Regions from separate parts of the Sus scrofa genome. Here all the other regions are linked to region 4. A link is a contact called in public Hi-C and HiChIP or PLAC-seq data. All regions are on one chromosome and are shown on one strand. The core of a region is the stretch at or near the end of the contact, and the rest is flanking DNA. Distances in the headings are between cores, read along the strand shown.

Region 1 (2,880 bases), core at 362-2,861, 180 kb before region 4:
GAAGGTTAGTCAACAGCAAATTTAAGGAACCCAGGCACTATCACTGGGTACCTTACTCTAATATCCTAACTATAGGGTTCTTCTTATGAATTGTTTCTTTTTTAAAAAAAAAAATTAAAAAAAAGAAAATTAAAAAAGTATATGTGTATGTGTGTGCTAAGTCATAAGTCTTTTAATGTTTTCTGGAAAAATTTTTTTTGAGAGCATACTCAATACAACAACAATTATTTACACATTAACTAGCATGTTCTAGGAATTGTGCCAGTGGTGAATAAGATGCACACTTTGCCACTAAAGGGCTTAAATACTAGTCAAAAAAATAGATAATTGAGTAGTAAGTTAAGTATAGGAGGAAATATGGTATTATGGGACTTTGGAGAGCTATCAAAGGGATGCGAATGGGTGACACCTGGATAGGGGATTAGAAAAAATGATAAGTGAGCTGAATCAATCTCAGGATAGGCCTCTGTGTCCAATGCTCACTCATCTGTTTCTTTAGTCATCATTCAATGATTTACTTTTGTTCCTTCAAATAGCAGCCCTTTACTGGGTGTGTACTGCCAGACACTCTTAGGCAATCACTCTTTTATTCCTAATCCCCTTCGAAGAAAGAGTGGCCATTTGACAAGTTCTTGAGCCATTGAGGTGAAAAGAGTAAAAAGGTAAAAAGAGTAAAATTGCTGCAGGGGTCCAGAAATATTTTGACTCCCTGATATTGATACCGCAGTTTTTCTCTCCACCTTTATGTTCACTGAAATATGTATATGATGATTGTAGCTGCTGCCGCCAGAATGTAACCATGAGGAAAAGCGCAGGGAATTTCAACTTAATAGAATTGTGATGATTTTATGGTCCCTCTCAGCTAGCACCAGCAGTCATCTTCTTGTGTATATTTTGTGTGAGAAAAAGAAATTTCCATTTGTTTAAGTTGGTGTAGTTGGGTTTTCTGCTACTTGCAACTGATAGCATTCTTAACAAAGTTGGGCCTGTACTTTGGGCCTAGACTTTTTTTTTTTTTTTGTCTTTTTGCCTTTTCTAGGGCTGCTTCCCAAGGCATATGGAGGTTCCCAGGCTAGGGGTCTAATCAGACCAGAAGCTGCCGGCCTATGCCACAGCCACAGCAACGAGGAATCTGAGCCGCGTCTGCAAACTATACCACAGCTCACGGCAATGCCGGATCCTTAACACGCTGAGCAAGGCCAGGGATCGAACCTGCAACCTCACAGTTCCTAGTGTGATTCATTAACCACTGCGCCACGATGGGAACTCCTGGGCCTAGACTTTTGAATGGTGATCTCTTAATAAAGCTGTCTGTTGCAAACAGCCTGAAAAGGAGAGAGCCCACACTACAAAGGAGCAGGTGCTAACAGCCCTTCAGTTGTTCCACTTCAGTGAATGAGGCACGGAGATTTATAACGGGGAGGTTGGGACAAGAGTTATAGGTGTCTGGCCCCCTGTCTCAGCACCACCGTGTATTTCATTAATGAAGTGTGAGACCAGAACTCCATAAATTCACATAGTAGCAGAAGTGGGCTGCAGCTCCTCAGTGGAGTTATTCAGGGAGCCCAGCATCACTCTTTGCGTATTAGAGAAGTTCACAGCTGGTTAAAAATAGGCTTGGAGAGAAGTCGCTTTTAGACCACAGCTCATTTTGGATTTCTCTGGAATCCCATTCTGGGCCACAGTGTATTTCCTTTTTCCTTTCCTTTGAGTAAGAGCACCCAGGCGGTTCCGAGACAATAGATATAGGGTTATCTTTAGGTCTGCCGTGCACTGAAAGCAGAACTAGGGAGAAACAACAGTAACCCTTTAGGCACATGGAGTGTTACAGCTTTTTAATAAGTGCCCACATGGACCGAGCCTTCACATGGGTGAGGCTTTAAACTCCTCAAAACAACCCTCTGAGAAAAGTACCATCAAGAACCTCTTTCCTCTGATGAGAAACCTGAGGTTCAGAGTAGAAAAGCAACTTATTTAAGGTCACACAGCTAGTAAGCAGCAGGACCCGATGGGGCTTTCCACATCACATCATTTTGATCCTTAGAGCAGCCTTGTGAAGTAGGCAAGGTGGGGAGACGACCCCAGTTTACAGAGAGAAAGCAGGACCAGAGAAGTGAAATGATTTACCAAAGTCAATTTGCTCATGCACAATAAAATCAGGGCTTGAACTACACTGCTGATTTTTTTTTTTTTTTTTTTTTTAAGGGCTCCACCTGTGGCATATGGAAGTTCCCAGGCTAGGGTCAAGTTGAAGCTTCAGCTGCCAGCTCATGCCACATCCACAGCAACGTTGTTGGATCAGAGTGACATCCGAGAACTACACAGCAGCTCATGGCAATGCTGGATCCTTAACCCACTTGTTGAGGTCAGGGATTGAACCCATATCCTCACGGGTTCTTATCCCACTGAACCACAACGGGAACCCCCACACTCTGACCTAAAGTCCGAGAGCACTGTAGAAACTAAACATTCAGGTCCCTCAGTTCTGAAAGAAGAACAGTCTGAATTTTGTGGGGTTGACTTCTAAGGTTTAACTGCAGGCCCTGTATCAAGGAGCCAAATATTTCAGGGCTAATCTGATTTATTCAGAGTCTATGAGTGCTATGTTCCTCTCTAGTACATCTGTTGAATGATATTAGGTCCTGACATTTAAAATCCCAGTATAATATTGTTTCACTGTTAATGTAACAGTCCTTCAAATAGTGGGAGAAGAGTGAGCTGGAAGGAATAGATGTCTTAAATGTGGGACAGCCAATTTAGCTGATAAAATTAATATAATATACCTTTGAACATTTAAATTATCCTGCGACAAGGCAGCGAGAATTAACTTATAATGGGGATAGGGTAGGTACTGTACATGTGAACTTTTTTTTTTTTTTA
Region 2 (3,037 bases), core at 88-2,587, 130 kb before region 4:
ATCCTTACTCAGCCCTAAGCAGGCAACAATTTCGGGCAAGGCTTTAGTGGGCAAGAGTTAGGGACCCCAGGTTTTTCCTGATTCTGTGTGTGACTCGTGTGATGTTAGGAAAACCACTTTTCTGTTAGTTGAAGCTCAGTTGCTTCAACTGTCACATGTTGGGCTTGGATTTATCAATGTGCTTCTAACTTTGAAAGCCATTGTATTATTATTATTAATATTTATTATTTTTTCCTGAGAATGCTGTGGGAACCTAGGATGTATAAATGTAAAAGTACAGGGGGCTGAGGACTTAGAGCCCCTTCATTTACTCCATTTGTGTTGCTGTGTGACCTCTTCATGGAAGGCAGTATGGAAATGATTGGCTAACTCCCAGAAACCCCTTTAGTCCCCAACACCAGCATTAAGGACCAGTACTATCTTAGATAGTTAAACATCTGAGGGCTTGCAGTAAGCTCAGAATTCAGGATCCAGAACTGGGCAGATAGAAAAAGGGGTCATAATGGCATAACTGGGGTAGAGGGCAGCACGACACAGATGTTACGCTTCACAGGTGCACAGCACTTTACAGTTGACAAGATATTTGTGCATCAGTTGTCTCTTTAGAGCTTGCCCAGCACTGCACATATAGATATTTTCATGATGACCTTTCATGAAGCAGCGATTGGGTACCTGGTACAGGGATATACCAGGAATACAAAGAGGCTCCATTTGAGCCTCAGGAAGCTCATCATCTGATAAAGGAAAAGGCATGTAAACATATTGCAATTGCAAAATTGAAAGGTTCTAAGAGAAGTGCATGCAAATGTGGAAGGGAGAAGAGAAAGAAATGCTTCACTTTTCCTTGGGGGGGGAAGAAGGCACACTTAGTGGGGAGTGGGCCCTGCCCTGGGGAGTGGAGTTCCCCAGGCATTTAATGGGGTGGGGGGTTGGGGGTCATTCCACCTGTTTGAAGTCTAGACAACTCCGAAAAAGCCTGGTGGGGAAGAGAAGAGGAGTCTGGGGAACCTGGCTGGGGGGGTTGGGTAGCAAGGAGAGTTGCGGCTGTGAAGGTAGCCTGGTGGGGAAGGGCCTTGAATGCAATGCAAAGAATTTGGACCCTGTGGCAATGAGATCTGAGCTTTCTAGATGAGGAGACAGGTTCACAGAAGTCTGAACCTTTGCTGAAGTCACAGGCACGGGGAAAGCAATTGCAGGGCCGGCTGGACCAGTGTCCTGTGGCTCTTCCTGCTACCCTGTGCTGCCTCCAGCAGGCCTGAACCAGGCAGGCCCTGCGTGGGAGAGGCCTCTGGGCTGTTTATCCTGCTCGGTAGGGCTGGCCCTGGCCGGGAATGGAAGCGGGTGGGGTGGGGGCCATGGAGGAGAGGAGGGGCCTGACAACAAGGGCTACATTCAAGGCCTGCACTGGAGCCTGCGAGGAGAATGGAAAGCTACAGTCTGTCGGAGCATCCAGCCTTGGCAAGGCGGTCGGGGCCTTATAAGGAAATGTTGTTCTCTCCCAGCCAGTGGGGCTGGGATGGAGCCCTGTGCCCACAGGACAGAGCTGCCCTTGTGGGGGTAGGCCGGGGTGCCACCCGCCCCTCTGTTGTGAGCCAGAGCTCTCAATGGGCCACTTCTGCAGGCTCAGCAATCCCTCTCAGCCCCAGCCTGGGAGCAGCCCCCACCCCCTCCGTGCCCTCCACTCCCCAGTGCCCTGGGCTGATTGGAGGAAAGGAAAAAAACAAAACAAAACAAAGCCTTGGCCAGATTTCAGGCCTCCATGCTGTTTGATGCCGAATAACCCCGAAAACAGGCTCAAGTCAAATTCCCTCTCCCGTCTCTGCAGGGTGTGCGAGGGGAGGGATGGCTCTGTGCCTTTCGTCCCTGCCCTGCACCCAGTTGTCTCCTCCTTGTGACCACAGAACTCCCAGCGCTGAGTTCTGTCGTTGCAGAAAGGCAGAAAGTGGGCAGAAAGAAGCCTGGTGCTGGTGCCGAGGGGGCCGGGCCACTGGCACTGGCGCACTCCTAGGAGCAGGGCGACTCTCTCCAGACTCCTTACCAGTGCCCAGCAGGCCAGAGGGCCTGGGAGACTTCGGAGGGTGCAGAGGAAAAACACTGCTGGCCAGTAGAGCAACAGAGAAGGCTCCTAGGGAAACCATGGTCAGGTCAGCATTCCTCAGCTCCTGGAAGCGGCGCAGCTCTGCAGCCGTGAGGGGTGATTTAAAGCACTGATCCCTAAGAGATCTCCCTAAACCTGAGACGGGCTAGGAGCAGAAGAGATGCTTAGTGTGGCCTTTCACTTTGCTTATTCGCAGACGCACAGACGCATGAAACCCTGGAGCTACCAGGAAACAGGTCAGCCAGCCCAGCTCTCCACCTAAAGCAAACTTGGCAGAACTTTCAGCCGCCTGTGCTCTCCCCGTGACCATGAACTCAGTCCCTCAAGCCAGTTCCTTTGCATCTACAGGTGACCCTGTGTGTCACCCACCAAGGCACCACCTCGAGGGTATTGTCCAAAGCCGAGCCATGAGAGTCACACAGTGAACAAAATGCGAAGGAGAAAGTTAGGAGCCCTGAGAAAATCATGGGGAAAATGTTCTTAGAGTTGAGAGAAAGGGAAATTCCTCTTGAATAGGTGACCAGAGCAGTGTTCATTGAAGGCCAGGGGTGAGGGGAGACATTTGGGGTGCAGAAAGGCTTGGAGTTCAGGAAGTGATATTTTACTATTATTATTATTCTTTTTAGGGCTGCACATGTGGCATATGGAGGTCCCCCAGCTAGGGCTGAATCGCAGCTGCAGCTGCCGGCCTACACCACAGCCACAACAACGCAGGATCTGAGCAGCATCTTCGATGAGCCTGCATCCTCAAGGTACTAGTGGGTTTCTTAATCTGCTGAGCCACAACGGGAACTCCCGGGAAGTGACAAGCTTGGAGAGTGGGGAGGTGGTTTCCAGGAGAAGTGGTAGTGGGCAGGTGGGCAGGGAGGGACAACTTTGGGCTGGCTTGGCCCATGAAGGGATGGGCATGGTTAGTGTGTACATCTGGGAGAGAGGAGC
Region 3 (2,991 bases), core at 381-2,880, 250 kb before region 4:
CATTAGCAAACTATATTTATATGACTCACTAGCCAGTAATGGTTTTTATATTTTTTAAAGAGGTGTTTGTTTGTTTGTTTGAAGTAAGAAGAAGGTGTGACATAGACAATAAAAAGCCTACAAAACCTGAAATATTTGCTCTCTGGCCCTTTACAGAAGATGTTTGTTGATCCCTGGGCTAGAAAGATAAAGAGATGCAGAGAGCCAATTATACTTAAATTTCACATTGGTTGTTGCAAGTGGCTACTTGCAGTTTTTCATTTACTTCTCTGTGTTTTTCCGTAATGTTCCTAATTTTCTCCAGTGACCATGGATTACTTTGAAATTAACAGTAAAAAAAAGTTTTTGTACCTTGAGCAAGCAATCTGATGTCTCACTAATCTATCTTGGAAAATAATCGGAGGTGTAGATAAAGAATTGATAAAAAGGATGTTCATCACAGTGCTATTTACAATGATGAAAAACTAGAAACTCAAATGTCAGCTATCAAAAAAAATTAAAAATTACAGCATATTCTTATGATGGAATAATATCCAGTCATCAAAAATAACATATATTAGGAATTCCTAATGCCATGTTCATGCTTTATTTTTTGGTGAAAGGGTAGTACACAAAACTGTATATACTGTAAGACAACATGTCAGAAGAACGCAAATGCACAAAAATGTAATGAATTACTCAAGAATATTAGAAACAAACAGTGTTTGTATCTAAATTGTGGATTTACAGGTGAGTCTCATTTCCTTCTTTATTTGGTTCTGTATATTTGAAATATTTTATTATGAGTATGTACTACTCTGAGAGCAATACTTAGAAAATTTGCATTTGTTTTTTGCTTTCAGTTCTTCCTGAGGGATTGAGAGGAGGTTGGAGAGGAGGAGACATCTGTGCTACATTTTGAGGGATGAGCAGGTGTTCACCAGATAGAAACAAAGGGCCCAGGGCCAAGAAGAAAGCACATGTGAAGACATACAGGCGTGCGAGACAGTGTGACCAGTAACACTCTCATTAGCTGAAGCAGAGAGTGAGGCAGGCAGGGGGTGGCAGGAGACATTCCTAGAACCAAGGCAAGGTCAGATGATGGCAGGGTGGAGGTGTGCCCAGGGAAAGATTTTACCCAAAGGCCAGGGGAGATGGTGAGTGAGAGGGCAGGAAGCCCCCAGGGAAGCTGGAGAAATGCTTGCCCTGAAGCAGAGCCGGGAATCGCAGAAGCTCAAGCAGAGCAGGAAGAAAACTGGTAGGTAAGGGTCTTCCACTCAGTTCCACTCACAAAACGATTCGTTTTCTCCGAACAAGGCCATGCATGTATTTATGCCTAGAAATAAAATTAACTGGAAAATCAAACCAACACTTTCTTACCGCCCCCAGGCATTGCCAGAGGCCATTCTGACGTCCTTCTAAAAGTAGACCCAACGAAGCATCCCTGTTTTTTCACAAGTTACTTCTGAGTGTTAGGCACAGATGCCAGGAAAAAGAACAGGCCTGCAGGTGCCATTCTGTTCAGTAGACCTAAGGCAGGAGGTTGAGTGGACGAGGAGTTAGAGGAAAAAAGCCTCACACATGGAGGATGAGCTAAGACAGGGCCAGATGATCCCTTCTCCAGCCAGAGGTCATGCTCTTGGAGGAAAAAAAAAGGCTGCAGAGAGGCCCTGCTCAAGTTGCAGTCAAGGGTGGCTTCCCAGCAGGAAGAGAAATGGGGTTCCAGTAAACCGGGAATGGTGCTGGCAGTGGACACTCAGACCTGTTCACAGTGGCTTTAAATGGAAATCTGAGCAGGGGAGGAATCTAGAAGTGCAGAGCATGAGTTGGGCAAACAAATGTGTAGCAGATACAGGCACTCTAGAAGGACAAGGGCTCCAGAATCACAAGGGAAACCAGGGGAGAGAGACAGGTTTGGCCAGACTGCCAGGCCTCCAGGGGCCCTGAGGCCCGAAACAGGAAATGTGCTGCAGGGCTGGGGTAGGAGCCAGGGAGGAGCTCACAGGGCTACGTGGAGGGCCATCTGTCAGAGGTTCAAGGATGAGCCAGAGATGAAGGGAAGGCAAAAGAGGGTCACTGAGGAAGATTCAGCACAGCCTTCCAACCAAATTCAAAAGCCCTGGGGGTGAGCAGGCTTCAACGATCAACAGGGAATGTGGAGGATTGGCTCTACAGGGCCCACATCAACGTTCTCAAAACGTCTTTTTCTTTCTTGATGGCCAAACATGTCTCCATGTCCACAGGGCCATCACTGTGGAAACCTGACAGGCTCTCTCCATCACCCTGCTGCCAGGATGCTTCCTCTGCTTATACACACACCCAGCGACACGGCACTGCTTCACCCATGCCTCAATCTGGTTTGCATGTCTGTTTCCTGTGTTGACCACAAGGCCCCAGACGGCCGAAAGGGTACTTTATTCACCTTCCCCGCCCTGTTCTGAGAATGGCAGACAACGGACACAGAGTCAACTCCATAAGTCGGCTATGACTCTCCTTTTGCACCAAGAAAACGCCTGATGGATTCTCGCTCTGACTCACCATCAGTGAGACCCACAGTTGAGGGAAGCAAAGAGGTAAGTGATCACTCAGGATTTAATTCCAACCAAGGAAGAAAAGTTTGATGCAGTGGGCAGAAGACAAACATTGGGAAAATGATACCATACTGCTCTGAGTGAAGATCTGAAGAAAGGGAGATTCAGAGACCTTGGAAAATAAAGTAGTAGGCAGCAAGCGGCCTGGTTGCTTGGAGTAGTCCCAAGGCAGCAGAGAAGAGGGGGACCAATCAAGATGTGTGGAGAAAAGAAGACATGGGGCGGGGCAGCCTAACTGGGGTATAGCATGAGGGGAACCTGATCCAAACACAGATTGGCTGTAAAGCACCCAGACAGCCTGGACATCCCAGAAGCACCATCCTCCTCCAACACTCCCTCCTAGTTAGGCCGCAAGAGCCTAACTCTTCTCACCCATGTGAATCAAGGGTGCTACAGTGGCCACCCAAACAGAGCCCCTGGG
Region 4 (2,931 bases), core at 353-2,852:
TGACATGTTTCTGAGCGGCTGCTCGCCTGAGGACTCACAGAACCACTCTAAGGAAAGGAGGAGTCAATGCATTCCTAGACTCACTGAATCCAGGAAGTGGACAGAACCCTCACATTCTCTGGCCCACACCTTCAATATTCAGATGGGGGGAAACGCAGCCTACAGAGGAATATGGCACATCCAAAATCAGGTACTGAGTCAGGATCAAGGCTGGGACTTCACCCACTTGTCATTGTCATCTGCACAGACATACTCACTTCTGCTGGCTTTTTAGCCACCAGCAATATTATGAGATCGTAACTACTCTAAAAGCCTCAACGTCACTGTGAGGCAATGTAACATTTTCCACCAGCATGGACAGGGACAGAAGAACCATGGATGGAGGGAGGCCAGTATGCTCCCATCTCAGCTGTCATTTTGCATTTGATCCCTTCTGTGCCAGCAACTGGATTTATTGCTGGTTAGAACAGTGACTCACGGTCCTTTGACGCCAACCAACTAATTTATCCTGCTATGCTTAGTAGGTACAAATGTTTAGCATGTGGTCAAAAATAGAGATCCCTCACCCTCCACCCCGTCATCCCGGCCCTTAACTCTTGCTTGAGCTAAGGACTTTCTCAAACCCACGTCAAACTTTTGCCTCAAATGTAATTGGCTTTATTTTAGGTATCACTGACTTGTAACCCAGTCATGAAGGCTAGCAAAATATAAAAGGCAAGACTCTCACCTAGGAGTTCCCTGCCCCAAGTCTATCCTCACTTCTTTTTTAAAACTGATTTGTCACCTTTGGCAACTCATTTCTTCTCTCTGAGCCACATTATCCCCAAATGAGAGGGTTAAATTGGGTGAGTTTTGGTGGATTGTCTATTTTAAGGAGGTTCTTATAAGATTATGCTTTTATCAGAGGCATCTTGCTACATCTCAGGTTTTCTCTATCATCCTGATATGCTTTGGGGATGAGGCTCTGTTCTCAATGGAGTTCTGCTCTATTTCTAAAATGATGAGGAGCTCCTTGAAAGCTAAGAACGATGTCAGTTTAACCTGGGTGAAATTAACTTCAGGATTAGCAATGGGGGCACAACAAACTTCAGAACTTGACATGATTTAAGTTTTCTCTCTTGCATTACAGTATTTCTTTTGAAACCTACTTCCCAGGCCAAATGGACAGGGCACCCACTGTAAGCATCTAAGAAGTGAAAATGAATTCAGAGGAAAACCCTACAGGGCTAAAAATAAATGAGGTGTTTTATTTTAAAAGTCACAGATAGCTTTGACTCTGGAGAGCTGGCTGTGTATTGATTTTTCTAACATGACTGTGAGAACTTGGGTCTGAAACTTGAGTCTCTCCATCTACTTATTCAGCTAGTATTTCTTAAGTGCCTGTGTAGTGCCAGGCAGTTTGCTATGGCTGTGGGAAAACAGCCATAATATTAATACTACCCTGATCCTAAAAAACTTAAACTCTTCCAGAGATGATTTGGCAGGTGCCCAGATCATTAGGTTTTTGTTTGTTTTGCTTTTCAGGGCCGTACCTGTGGCATATGAAGTTCCCAGACTAGGGGTCGAATTGGAGCTACAGCTGCCAGCCTACAGCACAACCACAGCAACTCGGGATCCGAGACTTGTCTGTGACCTACATCACAGCTCACGGCAATGCCGGTTCCTTTAACCCATTGAGCGAGGCCAGAGATCACACCTTCATCCTCATGGATACTAGTGGGGTTGGTAACCTGCTGAGCCACGACGAAACTCCCGGGATCACTGTAGTTTAAGGCAGTGGCTTCAACACCAGGAGAAATCTTGGGGCTTCAGAGGAGGGTAACATTCTGTTTCCCTGACGGTGCTTCCCAGAGAGAGTGGCATCCTCAGTCTTGATGGGGATCAGCAAGATTTTAATTCAGTGTCAATAAGCCAGAGATGGGGGAGCTTGCCTCTTTGTGATTCTTTTTTTTTTTTCCTTTCATCTATAGAATGTGATAATAATAGTATCAGCCTCATAGACTTGTGAGTAATATGTGATTTCATATGTATTAAAGCTCTTAGAAAAGTTCCTGGAACATTGTAAGTGCTCAAAAACATTAATCATTATTTTTATTCTTAGCATCAGAGTAAAATTACCCTCAAAGTTTCTTACAGTCTCAAGAGCGAGATCCATGGAGGGAAGCCCCGTACCCATTGACTTTCTTCTAGGTTACAGTAAAGCCCCTCTGGTCTTCGCAGGTGTCTAGGGTGCAACTCACAACTGTACTGTCACTTTCTCCATCTCCCCCAACTTGTCTTTCTCTGTCTTTCAACCTCTAACACACACACACACACACACACACACACACACACACACGCACACATGCATGCACACACAAAAAGTGCTTCTCTCTGTAGGAGCTGGACTGTTTATCAAAAGCTCCAGGTGTAGGAGTGTTTCAAGTGATTTTTGGAAACTGATATAATTTCAGAGATAATAGGCATCAAGACTGTGGGTGTGAAATACAAACAATAGGTGAGTTCATATCGACATCTTTACATTGAGGAGAGGTGGGTTTTCCTTTTGATTGCTTTTTTTTTTTTTTTTTTCTTTTCCAAAAGCATCGTCATTTATTTGGTTTGACAACAATCTTTCCTCTGGAAATTAGACATCAAGACATACAACACAGGGGTGTAGCTGATTAATTGTAAGAAGGACTCAATCTCTTTTGAGCATGGCTTGGTCCTCCTTCAGGCATGGCAGCCTACAAAAATGAATTTGATATGAGTCATTTATTTTACATAAACCAAAGAGGTTACCCCTAAGATGAACTGTCTGGCTTACTGTTCCCCACCCCCACCGAGTCCCACACACCATCGCAGGAAGGCATTAGCAGTTTCAAAACTTGAACTTTCTCTCAAACATTTCTTTACTTGAACCAAGCAGAATTTCTACATTAAAAAAATAAT

Evidence for each region. A called contact is a pair of places that touch in the nucleus more often than the background predicts. HiChIP or PLAC-seq counts read pairs in DNA pulled down with a chosen protein or histone mark.
Region 1: a contact with region 4 is called in an H3K27ac HiChIP or PLAC-seq map of skeletal muscle. The contact joins two enhancer-like sites. A contact is called at or near these places in 1 of 5 promoter capture datasets (liver) and 2 of 2 datasets of contacts at active chromatin or transcription factors (alveolar macrophages and skeletal muscle).
Region 2: an H3K27ac HiChIP or PLAC-seq map of skeletal muscle shows a contact between it and region 4. The contact joins two enhancer-like sites. A contact is called at or near these places in 1 of 47 Hi-C or Micro-C datasets (embryonic fibroblasts) and 2 of 2 datasets of contacts at active chromatin or transcription factors (alveolar macrophages and skeletal muscle).
Region 3: a Hi-C map of skeletal muscle shows a contact between it and region 4, with 5 times the contacts expected there. The contact joins two enhancer-like sites. A contact is called at or near these places in 1 of 47 Hi-C or Micro-C datasets (skeletal muscle) and 2 of 2 datasets of contacts at active chromatin or transcription factors (alveolar macrophages and skeletal muscle).

The regions. Positions count from the first base shown.
Region 1 is chr13:125,735,097-125,737,976 of Sscrofa11.1, reverse strand. No RefSeq gene overlaps it. Among named protein-coding and RNA genes, the nearest start is that of LPP, 46 kb to the left of the region's middle. Within about 2 kb of position 1,611, at least 5 of the 83 cell types and tissues checked have an H3K27ac peak or open chromatin away from gene starts, as enhancers often do. A contact at or near this core is called in skeletal muscle, where this site is marked.
Region 2 is chr13:125,682,296-125,685,332 of Sscrofa11.1, reverse strand. No RefSeq gene overlaps it. Among named protein-coding and RNA genes, the nearest start is that of LPP, 99 kb to the left of the region's middle. Within about 2 kb of position 1,337, at least 46 of the 83 cell types and tissues checked have an H3K27ac peak or open chromatin away from gene starts, as enhancers often do. A contact at or near this core is called in skeletal muscle, where this site is marked.
Region 3 is chr13:125,807,835-125,810,825 of Sscrofa11.1, reverse strand. All of the region lies in intron 1 of LPP (lipoma-preferred partner), which reads right to left. Among named protein-coding and RNA genes, the nearest start is that of LPP, 27 kb to the right of the region's middle. Within about 2 kb of position 1,630, at least 13 of the 83 cell types and tissues checked have an H3K27ac peak or open chromatin away from gene starts, as enhancers often do. A contact at or near this core is called in skeletal muscle, where this site is marked.
Region 4 is chr13:125,554,527-125,557,457 of Sscrofa11.1, reverse strand. It overlaps LOC106508361 (a long non-coding RNA gene), which reads right to left. Exons shown (of 2, transcript XR_001304512.2): 2 at 2,523-2,726. LOC110256388 (a long non-coding RNA gene) reads left to right here. Exons shown (of 2, transcript XR_002337801.1): 2 at 1-1,260. Among named protein-coding and RNA genes, the nearest start is that of BCL6, 170 kb to the right of the region's middle. Within about 2 kb of position 1,602, at least 3 of the 83 cell types and tissues checked have an H3K27ac peak or open chromatin away from gene starts, as enhancers often do. A contact at or near this core is called in skeletal muscle, where this site is marked.